Regions from separate parts of the Mus musculus genome. Here region 2 is linked to region 1. A link is a contact called in public Hi-C data. All regions are on one chromosome and are shown on one strand. The core of a region is the stretch at or near the end of the contact, and the rest is flanking DNA. Distances in the headings are between cores, read along the strand shown.

Region 1 (4,184 bases), core at 916-3,415:
CCACAGAGGCCAGGAGGGTGTGGGATTCCTTGGGACTGGAGTGTGAGCCTCGATGGAGTGTGAGCCTCGATGTGGGGGTTGGGAATCGAACCCGCACCTGGAGGAGCAGCCAAGGCTGAACATTTTCTTGAGTCCTGTTTCTTAGTGATTTTGTTTCTTTAAAGCACCGTCTCTGTATACACGGAGATGCATTTTATTTATAATTATTATTTCTCTTAGTTCATTTGATAGCAGGCGAAAGTTCTAAACTGGGAATTTTTGAAAAAGGAGATCGTTGGAACATAGACAAAGATTTGTTCTCAGACAGGGTCTTCCTAATGGTCGCATTCTAGACTATGGAGATTTAGAGGTGTGCCCTAACAGGCCAGGCATGGTGTTTCCGTCAAACAGGAGACTTTGGCTTCTCTTGCATTAAAGGCTTCAGCATCGCTACCTCCTGCTGGGCCATCTCTTTTGTAAATGTGAGAAAGTCGATATAAATCAAGGTTAATCACCGCAATGCTCCCAGGTCTTTTTTCTCCGCTATGACCACCCTGTTCATCGTGCTGTTCTCTCCGTCGCCGCTGGGGGGCAGCTGAGTTCCACGAGCAGTCGGCTGGGCTGGTGTCCCTTCCCCAGCCCAGACTATTGCTGCTGTTAATGTATTTTGCTTGAAAGGAGTGAAGAAAAGAACACAACATGTAGTATCTCCGGATTAATCTCATTTTATTAACCTCCGAACATAAGACTTTATAGGGCATGAGATTGAAAGCCTGTAACTCTTGTAACTGGAATTCTAAAGATTTCTTCTTAAAAGGAGAAAGCCCGACAAAGCTGTCTGCTGATGGCGGGTACAGCGCTCTTTTCATGTGGGTTTATAGACCCATCATTAATAAAAGAACCTTCCCAACATGACACTCCTGTGCCAACAAACAGCATTCGACAGTTCTCTGAAAGGAAAGCCTGAAACTCAGGCTGGAAGGTAAGCAAGAGCAAGCTGAGGCTCATTACATTGAAATTCACTTTTGTGCTCAATTCAATTAATAAAACGCTACCTTTCATTCCTAATGCACTTGATAAGAAGAAAGAGTAACTACGTGTGTCTCTCAAGGCAATAAAGAATGGAGGAGTCAGTCTTGATGGCCATCTCATGCTGGAGGGAGAATGGGAAGCCCCCACCTTCTGTTTGGTAAGGGCTGCAGTAGGAAAGTGGCTTGTAGGAGGGGCTTGTAGGAGGGGCGGGACTTGGCCTTTCCATTCCTCGACATTTTCTTCCTTTATATGTCCCATATCTCTGTCACTGGTTATTTTATCCCAACAAATCAGACAGGAAACCAAGAAGAATGAGAACCGCAACGATCTGAGAGACACTGTCACAGGGATTGAAAGACGGGGATTGTTATTTAACAAAAAGGAATATCATGTTGACTTATACACAATGCAGGCAGTTTAAAAATGGTCATTCAGTGTGTATTTATTTCATGAGCTCTTGAGAAGTGCCAGGTGTTGTGTTAATGACAATATTTTAAAGTCACCTTTTTTTGTTGTTGTTTGTTTGTTTTAAACACTCATTAGGTTATATTTCTAAAATGCCATTATAGGGCTGGGGATACGCCTGAGTTGGCAAAGCGCTTGCCTACAGTGCACGAAGTTCCGGGTTTGATTCCCAGCACTGCACGCTTCAGGCATGTTGGTGCGTGTCAGTAGCTCCAGCACTCAGGACACAGAGGCAGGGGGGGTCAGAAGTTCAAGATCACCTTCAGTTACCTCTCGAGTTTCAGGTCAACTTTAAGCTCTAGGACTTCATGTCTAAAAAATACCCCAAAAACCAAAAACCAAAAACCAAAAAACCCAAAAAACAAAAACCACCCCAAACCAAAAACAAAAACAACCCCCCAAAACAAAACAAAAAACAAAAATCCAACCAAAACAACAAAACAACAACAAAAACCCAAACCCACTATTATTCACTATGAAAACTATTACACGCAAGATCAGACTCAAGGAACAGCTAACGCGCGTGCAACTTCAGAGGGAAGCTGTAAGATTCTGAAGAGACCCCATAAAAGAAAGGATGTAGAGAGGTTTCTGAGACTTGAATGAGGCGTGAGCATCAGAGAGAGTGCGGTAGGTAGGCAGACGCTGACAAAGCTGCGAGGACAAAGCACCTGTATCCTTATTGGCCAGAGTGGGTGCCTGTAGTGTGAGCCGGTGTGGTGTAGCACGCCTGCGGTCACCTGCGGAGTCATCACAGTTCCTTAAAGTCACCCTTTCCTGTAAACGTCGAGTGGTTTCACAAAGCGGCAGATTCAAGCCTGTGTTTTAGGGAAGGGGAAGGAAATGGAGAATCAGAGAGAAACCATTTTCTCCCAGGCCTTTCTGGTTCAGGCTTAGAGCGCCCTCTTGATCACACACTTTCTTCCAAACTGAAGGCAACTTTTCACAGACTGCGTCTCATTTTTAATTTCCCCCTTAAGTTCTCAGACTTGCTACCGCGCCTCCTCATTTACATGATTTAGCTCGGTTTCGGAACTGAATTTTAACAGATGTTATTATATTCGAAACAGTAACTCTTCAAGCATTTTAAGGGTAGGTTTTGAGTATTTTGCTTCACGAGGTTCATGTGTGATCTTTGATCTCCTTCCCCCCTCCCCCTCCCCTTCCTCTCCCCCTCCCTCTCCCCTTCCTCTCCCCCTCCCCATCCCTTTCCCCTTCCTCTCCCCTCCCCCTTTCTCTCCCCCTCCCCTCCCCCTTTCTCCCTCCCCCTCCCTTTCCCCCCTTCCTCTCCCCTCCCCCCTTCTCTCCTTCTCCCCTCTCCCCCTCCCCCCTCTCCCCTCCCCCTCCCCCTCCCTCTCCCCTGTGTTGGAAGGTGGGTGAGTAATGAATGAATCCAGGGAACATCTTCTTTTCTCTGTTGTAAGCTTGTGCAGGCAGCAAGTTGTCCTATATTGGAATAACATCCTTAACGTGGCATAAAATCTCACTGAGTGCATTCATGTTGGTGGCCTTTGGTGAGATTAATGAGCTTCAGTAAACACTTTTCTTAAAATACATTAATATTCTATCAAAATCATACCTGTAGTCTTTTAACGAGAAATGTCCACCACAAGCACGTGCATTTGAACACTTGATCCACAGCTAGTGATGCTGTTTGGGGAGGGGGCGGCGTAGCCATGATGGAGGAAGCACACCACTAGGGGTAGGTTTCACGCCGTTTTCAGTTTGCTTGCTCTGCTCTGTGCTCATGGTTGCTATAAGATCTCTGCCCTTCCCAGTCACCACACAGATGCTTGCTGCCCTGCTACCCTGATCTTCCTGACACAGTTACCATGCAGACGCTTGCTGCCACGCTGCCCTGACACACCAGATCCATACCCTTCTGGAACCATGAACATCAATACACTTTTCTTCCATAAGTTGGTTTGCTCACGACAATTTAGCACAGCAGTAGAAAAGTACTAATGCTTGAAAGACGAACTTAACCTGGAATCATCTTAGACTATATTAAGAGCTATGGTTACCTAAAAAAGGAATCATACCACAAAGTTGGAGAGCTTCGGAGTCATATCCGAAACCTTCCCTATGTCCCCTGCATTTTTCTATTTTTATTATTTTATTTTCTGATATATTAAAACTTATTTTTACTTATTAGGTTTGTCCTTGGACATTTTTTTTCACACGTACACAATGCACAGTGACTCCCCGTACCTTGCACTTCCTTCCTACCCCAGTTCAGAGCTCTCCTGAATCCCTTTCCTGTTCCTATATACTCATTTTGTTTGGTGATCTGCTGAGATTAACCAGGGACATCCGTGTGACCACGGGTTGGGAAAAATCTCTTGGAACCTGATGGCTCAGCAGTGGGCCCACAACCAGAGACACTAATCCCATGTCTCAGAATATATTAGGAGCCAGTGGTTGAGATATGAAGGATAGGGCCCTGTGAGCTTCTCCACCTCCGTTGACTGATGGTTGATAGTGTTAGTCTTGTGTGGGTCAAATGCAGCTAACTCTAGTTGTGACGATTGCAACAGTCATACCAACGCTGTGGTAGAAAAAGCTGCCCTTCTCTGCTTTCTGGTAGTATACGATTTTAAGATGAAAAACGATTTGAATCCATTGTTCCGAACAATTTTATATCAATTACTACTCTATTGTAAGGGCTACATTTGAAAGAATCTTTCAATTATCTGACCTTTTCGTTT
Region 2 (4,040 bases), core at 277-2,776, 110 kb after region 1:
AGACAGAGCTTGAACTTGGGCAGGATCATGGGTTGTGCTTGTGGTTTTGTTGAAACATTCACACTGTTACATGAGGAGGCAAATATAGGAGGGTTCCCCCTGGAGATATAAAGGCTATTTACCTGGACAGAGATGAACTCACCCAGAAAATGAACACTGTGAGAGAGAATGAGAGAATCAGCCAAGGGTCCAGGAGAAGGTGCTGTGATGGAGACTGTGACTGGAAAGCAGGAAGAACTCATATTTCTGCCAATTCTCTCCTCTCACACTGCACTTATTGACCTGAGAGGGAGATCAGGACAGTGAGTCTTAAGCCTGAGATTATACTGTAAAATGCAAAATGATATTGAATCTTTTATTGTCACTTCTTTTTCTGAGATGGATGGAAAATTTTAGAAATGAAGGTTCTATCTAGACCTGCCTTTATCTTCCTCTTCTTCTGTTTGTATTTATTCAGACGTTCAAACCGTTTATGACATTGCCTTTGATATTTGCAAACACAGAATCTTTTTTTTTAAATATTTTTTATTAGGTATTTTCCTCATTTATGTTTCCCCCATACCCTCCCCCCCCCACACTCCCCTACCCACCCACTCCCACTTTTTGGCCCTGGTGTTCCCCTGTACTGGGGCATATGAAGTTTGCAAGTCCAATGGGCCTCTCTTTCTAGTGATGTCTGACTAGGCCATCTTTTGATATATATGCAGCTAGAGTCAAGAGCTCCGGGGTACTGGTTAGTTCATAATGTTATTCCACCTATAGGGTTGCAGATCCCTTTAGCTCCTTGGGTACTTTCTCTAGCTCCTCCATTGGGGGCCCTGTGATCCATCCAATAGCTGACTGTGAGCATCCACTTCGCAAACACAGAATCTTTAAATGCATATGAAATAAACAAGAGGAGCTCTTGTGGACTTAGACTACTACTAAGATGTAACTTTCCTGGGATAACTGAGAGCTTACTCTGTTGACAGGACATTTGCATCAGTGCCGTGAAGGAGAGAGACATTGAGCAAAAGCTGAGGCAAGTGATCAATGAGTGGGACAACAAAACATTAACATTTAGTGGCTTTAAGACCCGTGGAGAACTCCTCCTGAGAGGAGACAGTACCTCCGAAGTCATCGCCAGCATGGAGGATAGCTTGATGCTGCTGGGCTCTCTCCTTAGCAACAGGTACGAAAACCATTTCCCTCCTCCTTGAGCTTTCCAGTGGCAGTAGCTTTATGGCACCATTCTCTGTTTGTGGGATGTGTCTGAGGCACCAGTTGGACAGGATGGCACTTGGAGGTAGCCCCTTGGATTGCTCTGAGCATGCCATCTTTGCTGCTGACACTCACTCACCCCTGCAGAACTGACAGGGCGACAAGATGCAAATTCCAGTTGGCGATGATATTCTGAGTTCTAGAATCATCCGGCTTGATGACCCTTTTATTCTCACACTGATGGTCCATAAGCCCTTAGCTGGGTGCATACTTCACTGATGAGCAAGGCAGCATGAACAGTGGCACAGTCAGAAACCAGTCTGATACCTCTGTTTGATCATTTGGTTGTAGCCGCAGTGCCACAGTGCAATGTTGACACAAAAACCACAGAGTCATAGTTCCTCTTTTTTTTTTTTTTGTCCAATTTTTATTAGGTATTTGCTCCATTTACATTTCAAATGCTATCCCAAAAGTCCCCTATACCCCCTCCCCCCCCACTCCCCTACCCACCCACTCCCACTTCCTGACCTTGGTGTTTCCCCTGTACTGGGGCATATAAAGTTTACAAGACCAAGGGGCCTCTCTTCCCTGTGATGGCTGACTATGCCATCTTTTGCTACATATGTAGCTAGAGACACGAGCTCTGGGGGTACTGGTTAGTTCATTCCACCTTTGTTGTTGTTCCACCTGTAGGATTGCAGACAATTTCAGCTCCTTGGGTACTTTCTCTAGCTCCTCCATTGGGAGCCCTGTGTTCCATCCAACAGCTGACTGTGAGCATCCAATTCTGTGTTTGCCAGGCACTGGCATAGCCTCACAAGAGACAGCTATATCAGGGTCCTTTCAGCAAAATCTTGCTGGCGTATGCAATAGTGTCTGAGTTTGGGGGCTGATTATGGGACGGATCCTCGGTTGGGGCAGTCTCTGGATGGTCCATCCTTTCGTCTCAGCTCCAAACTTTGTCTCTGTAACTCCTTCCATGGGTATATTGTTCCCTATTCTAAGGAGGAATGAAGTATCCACGTATTGGTCTTACTTCTTCTTGATTTTCTTGTGTTTTACAAATTGTATCTTGGGTATTCAAAGTTTCTGGGCTAATATCCACTTATCAGTGAGTGCATATCAAGTGAGTTCTTTTGTGATTGTGTTACCTCACTCAGGATGATATCCTCCAGATACATCCATTTGCCTAAGAATTCAAAGACCTTCCATGAGGCAATGTCTGTCTGAAGTTTTGCTCTTCTACCTGAATTGAAAAGCACTTCTGGTGAAGTCATAACTAATGATAACTAGTCAAATTAAAAAATAAAAAAAAAATAAGAAAAGGTTTGTCTTCACTGAACCTTCAGGATTTATCAGAATTCTTTGTCATCTTCACTCCCTATTTTAAAGTTTTCGTTTTAGTGTAACCTTCGAATCTTGTGTCTTAGCAAAAGCTAACATATAAACGGCACCTACTTTCTTGTTCTCTCAAATGACTCCATTTCAAATATCCCCTTCCTTTTTTGCATTTGTTTTTGTTTTTGCTTTTGTTTTGTTTTGTTTTCTTGTTGTTTTTTGAGACAGGGTTTCTCTGTGTAGCCCTGGCTGTCCTGGGACTCACTCTGTAGACCAGGCTGGCCTTGAACTCAGAAATCAGCCTGCCTCTGCTTCCCAAGTGTTGGGATTAAAGGTGTGTGCCACCACTACCCAGCTAGACTCATACTTCTAATGAACTTACTTTTCCATACTCTTCCTCAAGTAATTTATTGTACACCAGAATCTCAAAATATCATGATTGTATGGCCATCACTGGGATAAGAATGTATTGTGCTGGGCCGGAGAGTAGGCTCATCGGTTAAGAGCACCGACTGCTCTTCCAGAGGTCCTGAGTTCAATTCCCAGCAACCATATGGTGGCTCACAACCATCTGTAGTAAGATCTGATGCTCTGATCTGGTATATCTGAAGATAGTTGCAGTGTACTCATATACATAAAACAAATAAACAAATAAAAAAAAGAATATATTGTGCCATTCTGGGTTTAAAACTTCACCTCATGTATATGTCTAATAATAGTTGTTTTGAGACAGGATATTGTTATGAAATCCAGAATGACCTTAAACTCATGATGCTCTTTCCTCTGCCTCCTGAACACTGGAAGCTCAGACATTCACCATCTGTAAATCAATAATTTAAAATAGGGAATACTATGTACTTAACATTATATAAATAAAATTCCTATTATTTTCATTTATTTGTCACAGCTGAGTAAATGATACAGGCTATAGAATTTAGTCTTCACATTCTTGGTAGTGTTGAGTTTGGACTGTTCAGCACTTGTTCTAAGAAACTTGGACACCATACACTATAATTGGGGAGTGTAAAGGTTAGGTTATTTGATTGACAGCACAACTCGTGAGACAGGAAAAGCATAAATATCAAATACAATGATTTATATTAGGCCTGCAGGAGGTTTTTTGTTGTTGTTTTGCTTTTTTTTTTAAATCGATGACATCTACTTTGCCGAGTTGTGTGAGAAACATTTATTCAATTATGTATTTATTGACTGCTTGTTATAGGCCTTGTATATGTATTACAGATTCAGCAGTAGTATAAATTTTAACATACATGTATGCACATGCAGGAATGGCTGGGCCAAAGGAGGGTGGCAAGTTAGGAAGAGACGTGGGAGGAGCAGGCTACAGAGAGCCCAGATAGTATCATAGCTGAAACTTCTATTAGTTATCCAGTCATCTCCACAGATAATCTTACAAGTGCCACCAGTGGATGAGAGCTCACACTGCCTGTGGAAGAGGGCACAGAAACTCAGCAGGGAGAATCTTATGATCCTGGCTATCA

What was found. Hi-C and Micro-C count contacts between places; a contact is called where the count stands out from the background.
Region 2: a Hi-C map of pre-pro-B cells shows a contact between it and region 1, with 4 times the contacts expected there. The contact joins two enhancer-like sites. A contact is called at or near these places in 40 of 484 Hi-C or Micro-C datasets (LSK cells, cerebral cortex, differentiating embryonic stem cells and 15 more), 2 of 115 datasets of contacts at active chromatin or transcription factors (bone marrow-derived dendritic cells and epiblast stem cells) and 1 of 9 other capture datasets (embryonic stem cells).

Annotation. Positions count from the first base shown.
Region 1 is chr15:28,187,651-28,191,834 of GRCm38.p6, forward strand. It overlaps a transcript of Dnah5 not described here. Among named protein-coding and RNA genes, the nearest start is that of Dnah5, 14 kb to the right of the region's middle. Within about 2 kb of position 2,166, at least 48 of the 459 cell types and tissues checked have an H3K27ac peak or open chromatin away from gene starts, as enhancers often do. A contact at or near this core is called in pre-pro-B cells, where this site is marked.
Region 2 is chr15:28,298,110-28,302,149 of GRCm38.p6, forward strand. Dnah5 (dynein, axonemal, heavy chain 5) reads left to right here. Exons shown (of 79, transcript NM_133365.3): 29 at 972-1,171. Among named protein-coding and RNA genes, the nearest start is that of Dnah5, 96 kb to the left of the region's middle. Within about 2 kb of position 1,527, at least 8 of the 459 cell types and tissues checked have an H3K27ac peak or open chromatin away from gene starts, as enhancers often do. A contact at or near this core is called in pre-pro-B cells, where this site is marked.